Linked DNA regions of Sus scrofa: region 2 is linked to region 1. Evidence: chromatin contacts called from public HiChIP or PLAC-seq data. All regions are on one chromosome and are shown on one strand. The core of a region is the stretch at or near the end of the contact, and the rest is flanking DNA. Distances in the headings are between cores, read along the strand shown. Region 1 overlaps EPN2 (epsin-2). Region 2 has its middle 11 kb from the start of PRPSAP2.

The links. HiChIP or PLAC-seq counts read pairs in DNA pulled down with a chosen protein or histone mark.
Region 2: an H3K27ac HiChIP or PLAC-seq map of skeletal muscle shows a contact between it and region 1. The contact joins two enhancer-like sites. A contact is called at or near these places in 2 of 2 datasets of contacts at active chromatin or transcription factors (alveolar macrophages and skeletal muscle).

Annotation. Positions count from the first base shown.
Region 1 is chr12:60,200,299-60,207,060 of Sscrofa11.1, forward strand. All of the region lies in intron 1 of EPN2 (epsin-2), which reads right to left. Among named protein-coding and RNA genes, the nearest start is that of B9D1, 41 kb to the left of the region's middle. Within about 2 kb of position 4,238, at least 30 of the 83 cell types and tissues checked have an H3K27ac peak or open chromatin away from gene starts, as enhancers often do. A contact at or near this core is called in skeletal muscle, where this site is marked.
Region 2 is chr12:60,395,048-60,401,809 of Sscrofa11.1, forward strand. No RefSeq gene overlaps it. Among named protein-coding and RNA genes, the nearest start is that of PRPSAP2, 11 kb to the left of the region's middle. Within about 2 kb of position 2,769, at least 41 of the 83 cell types and tissues checked have an H3K27ac peak or open chromatin away from gene starts, as enhancers often do. A contact at or near this core is called in skeletal muscle, where this site is marked.

The sequences.
Region 1 (6,762 bases), core at 2,988-5,487:
TGCTGTGGCTGTGGTGGAGGCCGGCAGCAACAGCTCCGATTCGACCCCTAGCTGGGGAACCTCCCTGTGCCGTGGGTGCAGAGCTAAAAAGACAATAAATAAATAACAGCCCAATTTCCTCACTTCAGAAAGAAGACTGAGGGCTACACATTAACAGGTGCACCCAACCCTTTGCCACAAACACGTGCACCCCCCCTCCCGAGAAGAAACATCTATGGAGCTGGAGTGAGGGCCACATCTCCCAGCAGGAGGTTCAGGCTGTGGGGACCCCATCTGGCTTGGTCACCAGTGAGCACCCGGCACTGCGCCTGACGTGGACAGAAACACTGAGATACATTTCTGAAACAGAACAAGAGGGTCCCTCCCTCCGGAAGGCACAGGCTGGCAGGGGGCAGAGGTGAGCACAGGGGATCTGAGGAAGCAAAGCCAGACCTCGGCCGGAGGGGGCGCAGCCAAGGCGGCAGGGAAAGGGCGGCACACATAACCCCCAGGGCGGCCTTCCGAGGGGGAGACCCGAGGGGCGGAGGGCAAGGGGCGGCCTCGGTGACCCCTCTCCTGGACGACAAGGCTGCTCCAGCCAGAGCAGCGCAGCTGGGGCCCAGGCACCCAGGGGGCCCTTCCGCCTCCCGGCCCCCGGCCCCCCGCGGCCTCCAGCCGGGAGGTCTCGCTCCGCGCTGGCAGAAAACCTTCCGGGGAGGCTGCCCCTCCCCGGGTGCAGACGGGAAGCTGAGGCCTGGTCAGGAGGGCAGCGGACCAGGGCGGCCTGCGGGGACCCGCTCCCTCCTCCCGGGGTGGCCCTCGGGCTGCGCCGCTGCTGCCCGAGAGGAACGGACGCCCGCCTTCCTCACCCCGGGCCTCAGCCATGAGGAAACGGAGGGACAGGAAACCAACGACCACTTCTCACACGGGGGCCGCACAAATAGGAGGCCGCTCGGCACACCTGCCGGCCCACGCAGCCTCCCAGCCTCGGGGGCGTCGGGAGCCTCCCCTGCAGCCCAGAACCCCAGAGGCCGCCCTCCCTGCCCGGCCGGCCTCCCAGGACCCGGACAGATGCTCCGACGGACCCGCCCAGCCAGCGTGGTTAGGCTGCTGGCTCACGGTGACACCCACAGCCACACGGGACCCGGGACGGGCCTCAGGAGAAGGAGCACTCTGACCCCATAAGCACAGGCCCGCCGGGGCCCTGGAGACACTCGGTGTCCTTACGAGCCAGGGGACACTGGCTCCCCACCTGTCACCCACGGGGGACAAAGCAGGGGGGACTGTCCCGCCCCTCGAGAAGCAGGTGGCCTGGGGTCCGGCGCTGCAGACGTCCCCAGCCACCCTCCTCCAAGGGCAGAGGCAGCGCTGATGAGGCCCGAGAACAAACTACAGGCCTCACGAAGAGCACCAGCTTTCCGCGGGAGGACCGAGGCCTCGGGGGCTGCTGTCCGCCCTCTGGCCCTCTGGTCGGGGCCAGGGCACCCCCGAGCCTCCAGGGTTCATGCAGTATTTGTTCTGAAAAGGAGCAGACACTGTGAACGGCTGCCTGCGGGTCCCCAGCTGCGGAAGAGTGGCCCACAGGACGAGATGGGAGAAGGGGCCCCAAGGGCACCTCGGGAACCATCTTCAGGGCCCACGTGCCACACGCCTCGCCCGACGCGGGTCCGACGCTGCCCGGGCCCCAGAGGAGGACGTGGGCCCCGAGGCTCCATCACCCCGCCCCGAAGACCTCATCGCGTTCTCCCGTTTCAAAGCTTCGCCCTCAACCTCAGGACCGGGTGGACACGCCCAGATGTCTTCCTGCCAGCAACACCTGCCGGTCCCCGCCAGGCCCCGGAGCCCCCCAGGGCCCGAGCTCTGCTCCGTCCTAACTAGCTGGCAGGCTCCGCTGTCCAGACTCCCGGTCCTGTGTGCCCGCTGCCTTCCACTTTGGCCAGCAGAGCCTGCCCAAGCCAAGGACACGAAAACAGGACCACTTGAGCCCTTCCGGCTCGTCACTCAAGCCTGGGGACCTGGGGTCGCTCACAAACGTCCAGTCCTTTAAGAACCTCCAGGCCAGATGGCTCGGGGAAGGGGACTGTCAAAGCAAGGAAAAATAAACACTGTCAAGGGTTTAGGCCAAGATAGCCACCAGAAAAAAAAAAAAAAAAAAATACGAGGCCTTATTTTCCTAAGTTACTTACTGACAACCAAAGGAACATCAGCAGCCAGAAATGCCCTCGGAAATCTAGTCCAATCACCGGGTATTAATGACTACCTCACAAGCTACGGTAAATGACGCACACACGTTTGTACAATTCTGTTACAACTTAAAATATTTCTGGGCAGAGACAACAAAATGATTTCAAGTTCAGACTTTCTATTCAAGACACACAAATCTTTCTGCACCCACCCAGAGAGCTGGGCCAGCAGCCAGAGGACAGGCAGTCTTTTCCCTGGATGGGGGGACCAGGGCTCACGACCACACCTCTCTACTCCCTGAAAAGCCTATTTTGAAACTGCAGTAATAATTACTTTTATTAAGAATAAGGAGTTCCCTGGTGGCTCAGAGTTAAGGATCTGGCATTGTCGCTGCTGTGGATTGGGTTACTGCTGTGCTGTGAGCTCAGTCCCTGGCTCAGGAACTTCCACAGACCCCAGGCAGGGCCAAAAAAAGAAAAGAAAAAGAAAAGAAAGAACCAGGTTGTGGGTTTTTTTGGCATTTTAGGGCCATGGAAGTCCCCAGGCTAGGGTTCACATCGAAGCTGTAGCTGTCAGCTTACACCACAGCCACAGCAATGCCAGATCTGAGCCACGTCTGCGACCCACACCACAGCTCATAGCAACGCCAGATCCTTAACCCACCGAGAGAGGCCAGGGATCAAACCCGCATCCTCATGGATCCTAGTTGGGCTCATTAACCGTCGAGTCATGATGGGGACTCCAAGAATCAGAGTTTCTGATGTACATGAGACAACCACTGGTAACCACACAGAGCTGATAAAGGCCAACCAGCCCCAAAGACAGTGAGCATCGGCTGGCCTGGGGAAGCCTCCCTGTGGGTGGCACGCCCGTCTGTCAGGCTCCAGAAAGGCCGCGGGAGATCTGCAGATGCCATGGCAAAAGCCAGACTGTTCGGCTGCACAGACGGAGAGCCGATCCTTGCTGTTCCGGAGGCAGAAGGAGGGACCGGGCGTCTGGGGACAGCAGATGCAAACTGCCAGATCTGGAATGACAGCGAGACCCCACTGCAGAGCCCAGGGAGCTCTACCAGTCTCCGGGGATAAACCATAACAGAAAGGAGCATTTTAAAAGCATGGAGACAGTATGTACAACTAAACCACTTCAACAGAAGGTAGCACAGTCCCAGAAATCGACCGTAATTTAAATTCTTTTGCAAGAGCCCGTCTGCTCGGTATGGAAAGGAACACTCCTGCCTCCAGTCCGTGCCCGGTCCTGGGGGTGGTTCCTTAAGCCGAATTTCACTCCATCCTGGAGACAGCAGACTCTGTCTGCCGCTTCCACCTGCCCAACGTCCTGTCCCTTCTCCGAGACAGAGCCCGGGCTTCCCGTGGGGAAGAGGCGGGGAGCGGGCCCAGCCCCGGCCATCAGCGCACCCGGGCCCAGCCACCATGGGCAATCCAGCCTGGGCTGCCGGAGACCCCGCTGGGGAGGCCCCCAAACCACAGGGAAACTCAGCAGCCTCAGGCCCCCGCAGGGCCAGGTTTCCCAGAGGCTGAACCCAACACAGAAGCAAGGAGCCCAGGGACGGAGCCGGGGCCAGACTACCGCTGCCTGAACCCATGGCCGTCTGCACCTGAAGCCGTTTATCCACACAGCAACTGTGCACAGCCCCGAGCAACAGCCAAAGCACAGGCAGAGCCTCCAGGACAGGCACAGGGACTCCCGCCAGGCCCTCAGCCCTGGCTGAGCCACGGCGGGAGCAGGGTGGGGCCCCTCCCTCCTCAAAGTGCAGGGGACCCAGCCAGAGTCTGGGATCATCACTCTTTAGAGGGCAGCTTGTAATGGTGACCATAACGCAGCAGCTGTCCCACTTGCAGGGGACAGGCTGGGGCAGAAAAGTTCTGGCACATCTGAAAACACAACCAGAATTCGATAGACAGCGCCTACTAGAAACAGATAATACAACAGCAAACAGAACAACGCTAAAAAAACAACAAAAAATTCCAAGGCTCGGGTGATACCCCTGGAGGCAGGAAGAATTCGGTAACAACTTGGTCCAGGGCCTGCAGAGCGGGCGGGGAAATTCCTCCAGGCCCAGGGCTCCGGAGGGAGGAGCAAGCAGCCCTCGGGGCCCAGGTGGGTCACTGGTCAAAGCCCACGTGACAGTGGCGCGTCTGTGACGGGGGCGTGGCCGGCCTGGCGCCAAGCAGCAGCTGGCCCTGCCGGTCAGGGTCTCCGCCAAATCGCCACAGTGGTTTTGGTGGCTTTCCAGGGACGGAGGATCTCTAGCAGGGACCAGGACCAGCTACGAGGGAGGAGCAGCAGACCTAACAGTCACAGGTCACCCAGTCACAATGAGAGGCATCACCAAACAAACCGAAGCTCACCCCATCCGCGGCTGGGGGCCTCCTGGGACTGTCTTACGGCAGGTGACAGGAGCACAGTGGGGGGGTGCTGCCCCCTCCCCTGTGGTGTCTGCCACGCAGTGGGGCCTCTGACCACAGACGCCAGAATCTCCAGGGGACACGCTGGGACAGCCAGGGTAGCACTCGGGATGTGACACCCTTTCCAAGCTCCTGGGTGACACCCAGGCTCACTGTGTGACAGTCACCAACACCGAGGTGGGACCCACTTGGCTTTCACTCTCCTCCCCGCCGCCCAAAAGGTGCCCCACGACAGCAGCCCACGTGCCCCCCCCACCCCGTCACAGTGGGACAGCTCGCTCAGTGCAGCTTTCTTCGCCACAACGACCGCGGGGGCCCAGGGAGAAAGGGCCGCCATGAGCCACGTGCCAGCAGGGAGAGAGCCTGCACAGGCCACTCGCTGGACGGGGGGACGCAGCACCACAGCCTAACGGGTCCTCGCAGGGCAGAGGGGTCAGATTTTACCCACCAGCCCCAGACTGGGCTCAACCACACGTCCGGAATTCCTAAAGCAAACATGGAGAGGCCCCTGGGCGCCGACAGCGCAGGCACAGGGAAACTGGCCTCTCCCTTTGCGGGGACGAGCCCCGGGGTGCCGGTCACCTGGCCTTAGAGGGGACGGACGGCCCTGCCCCCTCCAGCCCCCACCAAAGAGCCCCGGGGGCTCCTCCCCGCCACGACGGCCATGGAGCCAGCGAGGTCAGACAGCCGATGGCCTAACGGGAACCCGGTCTTCCTAAAAGCAGACAGCGCGGCGGACCCCGCGTCTCCTCTCCAGCGGGGCCGATCACTTGGCCTCTGGGAAGGGCAGCCTGCGGCACGGGTCACAAAACGCCCAAGTGCGGTCTTTCCAGAGACCGAGCGAAGCCAGGGTGGGGTCGGGAGACAGGGTTCTGGCCGTTGGACACAGCCACTGAGAAAGGGGGTGTGACAAGCTCCCCCCGCTTAGAGGGTCGAGGATCACACCCCGAAAGCTGGACCAGGCGGATGCAGGGGCCTGCCACGAGGGACAGGGAGCTCCTTGAGGCCCCCCCCCACCTCCGCAAGGCTCCGCAAGGCAGTTCTGCAAATGACCCGTCCCGGACGAGGTCCTTTTTTGGCTTTTTAGGGCCGCACGTGCGGCATGTGGAAGTTCGGACAAATCGGAGCCGTAGCCTCCAGCCTACACCACAGCCACCGCGCCAGATCCGAGCCACGCCACAGCTCACGGCAACGCTGGATCCTTCACCCGTGGGGCGAGGCCAGGGATGCAACTGAGTCCTCGTGGATCCTGGCTGGGTTCACAACCCGCTGAGCCCCAAGAGCAACTCCCGTGGACAGCGCTCTCCATAAGCCCTGCAGGAAGCCAGCGTCGCGGTGGGTGCGGCAGGGCACACACAGCCAGGGGCCGGGAGGCAGGGACAGGGACCAGACACTCAGCACGAGCCCTTCTGCCCCCAGGCCCTCTTGCCATCTCCGTGGTGTCACCGGCAGCCCCAGCCCCAGGTCAGCCACCAAGGCTAGAATTCCGGCGACAAGCCAAGCCTAGCGGTGGACGTTTTCCTGGCCTGTGGGCTCCGTGAGGCAGAAAGGCAGGGCTTCCTGGGGCCCTTGGGGAGCAGGAAGAGCAGCCCTGGGAACGCTTCTGTCCTCGAGGAAGGCAGCTTGCGCACGAGAGCCCGGGGGCCAGACCCCGCCTCTAACGTGCTGTGACTCTGCCACCAGAAATACCCACGAATGGCAGATGGCAACACCACCGGAGACTGGGGATCACAGAAGGGGGCATCTGATGGCTTCACAGCCCCCACCGGGCAGGCACAGCGGCAGATGAGTCTGCTCACTAGAATTTTCCAGCTCGAGACATGGGGGGAAAGCAGGCTCCTGGGGAAGATGTAGAATTCCCATGATTCCATGCTCGCCTTAGGCCTGGCCGGCCACTGCGGTGGTGCCAAGTGCTGGGCTGCTGCCACGGCTGAGCAGCCAGCAGGACAGCGGAAGCTAACGGGGGCTGTGGACCCCACGGCCAAACCCTGCTCAGCCTGACACTTTTCTCAAGAGGCGCTCAAGATGCTTGCCAGGTGCAACCTCCCGGCGGGTCCGGGAAGGTCCCTGCACGCTGTGAAGGACCAGCCAACGGCCAGGGGAGCAGGGCGCCGTCTGCTCACCTCGGCCCTCGAACCAGCGGAATTGGTGGCCACATCCGACTCCCCCATGT
Region 2 (6,762 bases), core at 1,519-4,018, 190 kb after region 1:
TGGGGCCAAGGCAGAGGCTAAAGGTTTTCTCTCAGCCTCAGGAAGCTTGTCAGAGTTGCCGACAGAAGGCCTGCCTGTCTCTGAGGCACCACCAGGTCAGGAGCGCCTGGGTTCTGCTGCAGTAACAAAAGAGCCCGGCTTCTCCCAACAAAGTCCTTTCACACACTCTGTCCATCATCGGACAACTGGGAGCACAAAGCCTCCTCACCCACATCACCTACCCTCAATGCCCCAGCCCCGGGGCAGCCCCTGCGTGGGACACTGCCCCTAACACAGCAGAGGGGAGAGAGAGAACGCTTGCTAGTTATGTTTTAAGCAGTAAAGCTTTGGAGGTCCCCTTATGGCTCAGTGGGTTAAGAACCTAACTAGTATCCATGAGGATGTGGGTTCAATCCCTGGCCTCGCTCAGTGGGTTAAGGATCCGGCATTGCCTTGAGCTGACATTGCCCAGAGCCTGCCAGTAGTTAAAGTGGTAAAAATAGGTTTTACGCAGGAACTACTGCAATAGGGGAAAAGGGGCCTCGTCGTAAGACCGGGCTCAACTCTGAGGAGGAGGAAGCTAAACATGGGAATACAACAAGGGTGGGGCTCGATGCGTGGAAAATTATTAAGAGGAAACATTAGGGTCAGGGGGAATTCTGGCTAAACAAGGTTTGGCCGAAGGCAGGCCGGAGCGGTCGGGCGTCTCTTAGAGGCAGTGGAGGAGGAGGAATTTGGGCGGATACACAGGGTGATCAGATAGCAAGGGTGGGAAATTCTGGCCAAACTGACTTAGCAGGATTCTTGCTGAAACTGGGCTCTTGGAGGACAAGCTAAAGCACGGAGTCAGCGAGGCTCGGGGGAGTCCGAGCAAAGTTTGGTTAAGGAGCGAATCTTGGCCAACAATCTTCCATTGGCTCTTTTAAACACCAGCGAAAAAGAATATTTTGGGGAAAGTTGAGGGAACTTGCAAACAGACTGGATGTGAGAAGCTCTTGCAGAATTTAAAGTTTTCTGGCATATGCCTTTTCAGTTGGGTGGGATAGCCTTATTTTTCAGAGGTGCATGCCTAAGTGTTTAAAGGTGAGAAGTCACAAGAGACCACAGCGCTGGGTTTTGGGTAAGACTGAGAGTGAAACTCTCAATACCCAACGCTCAGCCAGCGCCTCGCCGACGTAGAGAGGCTGTGGAACAGGAAGCCGCAGCAGTGCTGCAGAGGACACAGAGTACTCCCCACACAGCTCTCCACGGCTCTGATCACTGCGCGCAGGGCACGTTCTGGTCGCTGCAACTTCAGCAAAGAGGAGCCACTGGCTCCAGGGTTCCCTGCCAGCTTCGTGAGGTTAGGAGCCACTTGCATGCTTCAGCAAAGCTACAGCCCAGGAGTTCCCATTGTGGCTCAGTGGAAAGAATCCATGAGGATGCGGTTTGATCCCTGGCCTCGCTCAGTGGGTAGGGGATCCGGTGTTGCCGTGAGCTGTGGTGTAGGCCGAAGATGTGGCCTGGATCCCACGTTGTTGTGGCTGTGGTGTAGGCTGGAGGCCACAGCTCCTATTTGACTCTTAGCCTGGGAACTTCCATATGCCCTGGGTCCGGCCCTAAAAAGCCAAAAAAAAAAAAAAAAAAAAAAAAGCTACAGTCCACACATTTTAGGTCATGTCAAAATAACCCCAGCAGCCAAGGACACTGAGCCGAGGGGCGGCTGTGGGTCAGTTTAACAGCACATACAGATCCTGCAGGAGCCACCTCAGTGCGGACACACAGAACAAAGTCAGTTCTTGAGGCTGTAGGGGGGATTCACAGTTCTGCTTCGGAACCTCCCCCTCTAGTCATGATGTCTGCAAATGAGTAGCTTAACAAACCGTTAATGTAAATAAGACCAAAGGCTAACACTTGTTAAACCTAGGTAGTGCGTTTATCAAACCATGGGGTTGGAAACTTTGATGACAGGAATCGAAAGATAGATATAAAATCTAAAGTGGAGACGTTCACCTCTCGCTTTCATTTCCTGCGTGGTTTACTGGTGACTTAATTTTGCCCGTTTAAAGCTCCCTGATCTCAAGTCACAGCAAAAATCTCTCCTCTTTCCTGCAGCACTACCCTCACCCCTGAGGTCGCCATCACTCCCTCCAATCCAAGGGCTCATCGTTCTGGAATCACGGGACATCACACTCCTTCTGTTTCCTTCTTTCAGTGGCAGAGCACTGGGGTCGGGTGGGGTGGGGGGAAATTGCCTTACCGCCAGAAAAGGAAACTTTCCCACGCAACCGAGTAGTCCTAGATTCCACGTCAGGCAGGCGTGGACCCAGCGATCCAAGCATGTGGCCAGGCACTGCTCCGGCTCCGTCACGTGGCTGTTGCTCCCCTTTGCAGACAGTGACCAGGTGGCGGCTTCCAGCTCCAGGGGCTGCCTCCTTAAGGAGGGAGGTTGCTGCCTTGGCGCCCCGCCCCACCCCGCATGCCCCGCCAAAGTCCCACGTCTCGCTCCGATTGGCCAGGCTTAGTCACATGCTCGCTTTCGAGCCAATCAAGGACAGTCAGCCCTGATTGGCCCGCCTCCGTCACGCGCTCCACACCTGACCTGAGTCAGCCACGCAGAGACCCGCGAAGGAGCCCAGGCCGGTGACGGTGGGGCTGGGGTTTGGGGAGCCGGGAGGGGTGAGACGGGAGTGCAGGGGCGGGGGACCTGGGCCCAACCCACTTCAGAGGCCGGTAGGGCCCCGGCCGGTTCTGCTTTTTCAACCCGTGAGTCCCCGGAGTGAGTTCTGCACGCGGCCGGGGCTTGGCCGATGGGCGGAGCTTTCCTTCTGCTCGAGGTGCTCCTGAACCCGCCTCCCGGGCGCGCCTGCCCGCCAGCGCTGCAGTTCGCAGAGCGGCCGCCGGGGGGAGGCGGCGAGGCGGGAAACCAGGCTGCCGCCGGCTCTGCGGCTTTTGCATTTTCCCTCCAGGGTGAAGGGTCATCTGGAAAAGCGCGTGCGCCGGCGCTTCCTCCGGAACCGAACGAGCCGGCGAGGCCGCGTCCAGACGGCCGCGCGCCGTGTCCCGGCCCCTCCTCCGGCCCCTGTCGTGACTCAGCTTGTCATTGACCGTGGCGCCCCCGCAGGGCTCCGGCCGCCCCGGGAGCGTCCTCCGCGCCCTCGTGGGTGTGTTTGGCGCGAACACAGCCGTTCTCAGGGCTCCAGCGCGTTCGTCCAGCTCTTCCGCTGCTGGCGGCGGGCTGGTGTCGGGCTTGGGCCATCGTGCATAAGTAGTGTCGCGGGAGCCTTTCGCAGGTGTGGGCACGCGTATTCGCACTTGCGTTGGGTGTAGACCTGTGAATGGGATCGTTGGGCCTCGGGTACTACTAATTTTTCAGCGTCAGCAGGTACGGCCAGGTGCACCCTTTAAACATCAGCCCCTTTATGCTCCCAACGCAGCCCCGGTTGCCTTGCGTACTTTCTGCCTTTTCCGCGGTAGCTACTCAAGTACTTTAGACTTTAAAAAAACAACAGAGGAGTTCCCGCGTGGCTCAGTGGTTAACGAATCCAACTAGGAACCATGAGGTTGCGGGTTCGATCCCTGGCCTTGCCCAGTGGGTTAAGGATCCGGTGCTGCTGTGAGCTGTGGCGTGGGTCGCAGACGCGGCTTGGATCCTGCGTTGCTGTGGCTCTGGCGTAGGCCGGCGGCTACAGCTCTGATTCGACCCCTAGCCTGGGAACCTCCATATGCCGCGAGCGCGGCCCTAGAAAAATACCAAAAGACCAAACAACAACAACACAAACACAGCTTTGTTGGGGTATAATTTACATCCTGTTAAAAGTCACGTGTTTTTATGTGCATGATCCAAGGATTCTTGGTAAATTGATGGAGCTGTGCGACCACCACCAGGAACCAGTTCCGACCATCTCCACCACGCCTAGCTCTCTCATGCCCGTTTTATTCTGTTTTTTAATCTCATTCCCCCAGCCCCCAAAGCAGTCTTTGGGCACTTGTTTTGTTGCCAGGCACTTTGCTAAGCAATATGGGTGATTTAAAGAATCAGAAGACCTGGTCCGTGCAGCTTAGAGAGAGACAGATGTGCAACCCAATTGGAGTGACGGGGCGGGGGCGGGAGGGGGGAACAGAGCAGCTGGGCATGTGTGCCAAGCCAGAGGTGAGGATTTCTGAAGCTTGAACCGCGAACATGGGGAGGCAGGCATAATGGATCAAAAGGGAGGAGCCTCCACTTGGCCATCACCCTCAAACGAAGAGCTTAGCTTTCCAGGCCTTGCCTGAGCAACTCCTGCTCTAGAACTTTCCAGACCACAGCCCTGGAAGAGTCTCTGCCCTTTAGCCCCACAATCGCCTGGGCTTTGTACAGGTCTGCCAGCCCCCAGGACTGAGCGCTCTGAGAGAGCAGAAAGCTATGTCAGCCTGAATCATGGCTGTCTGTGGAGCCCCCGTAGCAGCCCTGGGCGGTCTGTTCTTGGCCTGTGATGTGTAAGCTGGCAGCTTCTATCTTGTTCAAGCCATTTCTGTGTGTTTCCTGTGGTTGCTGTGACAAATCACTGCACACGGAGTGGCCTAAGAGCGGCATGCACTTCTTATCTCACAGTTCTGGAGGCCAGATGCTTGAAATGTGGTCAAGGAGCCAACGAGGGCTCCCTCCCTCCAGAGGCTTTCAGGAAGAACCTGTCCCTGGCCTCTGCCAGCCTCTGGTGGCTGCCAGCCTGTCTTGGTTTGTGGCATTATCACTCCAATCTTTGCCTCCATCTTCACGGCGCCTTGTGTGTGTGTGTGTGTGTGTGTGCGCGCACGCACGCATTGTCTCCCCTGCCTCCCACTTAGAAGGACACGTGACTGCACTAAGGCCCAGCCACATAATCCAGGAAAATTGCCTCAAGGTCCTTTACTTGATCAGATCTGCCAAGACCCTTTTCCCAAGTAAAGGAATATTGGTTCCAGGGATGAAAGCCTGATATCTTCGGGGGCGCCGTCCAGCCTGTTACACCCCTGCTATTCATGTCCCTGTTGCTGAGCGCTGAAACAACACCCCAGAGAATAGAAAAAATGCATGTAGGAGTTCCCTTGTGGCTCAATGGGTTAAGGATCTGGCATTGTCACTGCTGTGGCTTGGGTCGCTGCTGTGGCACAGGTTTGATTCCTGGCCCAGCAACTTCCTCATGCCACGGGTATGGCAAGAAAGAAACAGAAAGAAAGAAAAAGAAAGAAAGGTGAGTTCCTGTTGTGGCTCAGAGGGTTAAGAACCAGACCTAGTGTTCATGAGGATGTGGGTTCCATCCCTGGTCTTGCTCAGTGGGTTAAGGATCTGGTGTCGCCATGGCTGTGGTGTAGGCCTGCAGCTATAGCTCCGATTTGACCCCAGCCTGGGAACTTCCATATGCTGCAGATACGGCCATTAAAAAAAGAATCTTGCTGCATAGCACAGGGAACTATATCTAGTCTCTTGTGATGGAACGTGATGGAGGGTAATGTGAGAAAAAAATATACATATACATGTCTGGGTCACTTTGCTGTACAGCAGAAATTGACAGAACGTTGTAAATCAACTATAACAGAAAAAATAAAAATCTTAAAAAGAATGGAGTTCCCGTCGTGGCGCAGTGGTTAATGAATCCGACTAGGAACCATGAGGTTTCGGGTTCGATCCCTGGCCGTGCTCAGTGGGTTAAGGATCCGGCGTTGCCGTGAGCTGTGGTGTAGGTTGCAGACGCGGCTCGGATCCTGCGTTGCTGTGGCTCTGGTGTAGGCTGGCGGCTACAGCTCCGATTCGACCCCTAGCCTGGGAACCTCCATATGCTGCAGAAGCAGCCCTAGAAATGGTAAAAAGACAAAAAAAAATAATAAAGAAAGGAAGGAAGGAAAGGAAAGAACGCCTGTAAAGTGATGTTTTGTAGATTACGCGTTACAGCAAGGAGGATGGACGTGGCCTCGCTGGTGAGCTGGCTTGGGGAATGTGCACAGAGATTATGGCATTTCTGGGACCTTGTGCAGTAAGGGAAGGGAACGAGCTGAGTTTACCCACGTGATGAGCCCACTGCAGGAGGATACACTGAGCCCCCTGCTATGGGCCGAAGGCCAAGAGCTGAATGGGACCCAGCCCTTCCTATAGGAGCCCCCAGTCCGGGGTTGGACCCAGACCCAGAGCCAGGCATAACAAGGCTGTGTGTGCACAGCAGCAGTGTGTCCTGGGACTGCTGGTTGTCCTGGGAGGTCAGGAAAGGCTTCACTGAGGTGGATATTGGAGGATAATTCGGTTGCTTGTGGGAAGTGCACTTCAGGTGCAGAGGCATGGGCGTGAGAAGAGCAGAGGGAGGCGGAGTTCCTGTTGTGGCTCATCGGAAACGAATCTGACCAGTATCTATAAGGACACAGGTTTGATCCCTGGCCTCGCTCTGTGGGTTAAGGATCCAGCGTTGCCGTGAGCTGTGGTGTAGGTTGCTGGCCCAGCTTGGATCTGGTGGCTGCGGCTTTGGCCAGCGGCTGCAGCTGCGATGCTACCCCTAGCCTGGGAACTTCCATGTGCCATGAGTGTGGCCCTGAAAAAAAAAAAAGGGGGTAGGGGAGAAGCTTCAGTTGGGGTGCTGACCGGCTCAGGTGACAGAGGTCCTAACACAGGATGGGACTCCCTGGCTGAGCGACTCACACCTCCGCCTCCGAGGGTCCCTTCCTCCTTCAGCGCAGGCAGGAAAGACGTTTCCACCGCCGGGGGCGACAGTCCCCAATCAGCCCCGTGCAGCTGGTCTCCGTTTGCCAGGCACGTCCCTCCCTGGGACCCAGTCCTTGCCCACTCCTCAGCTTGGC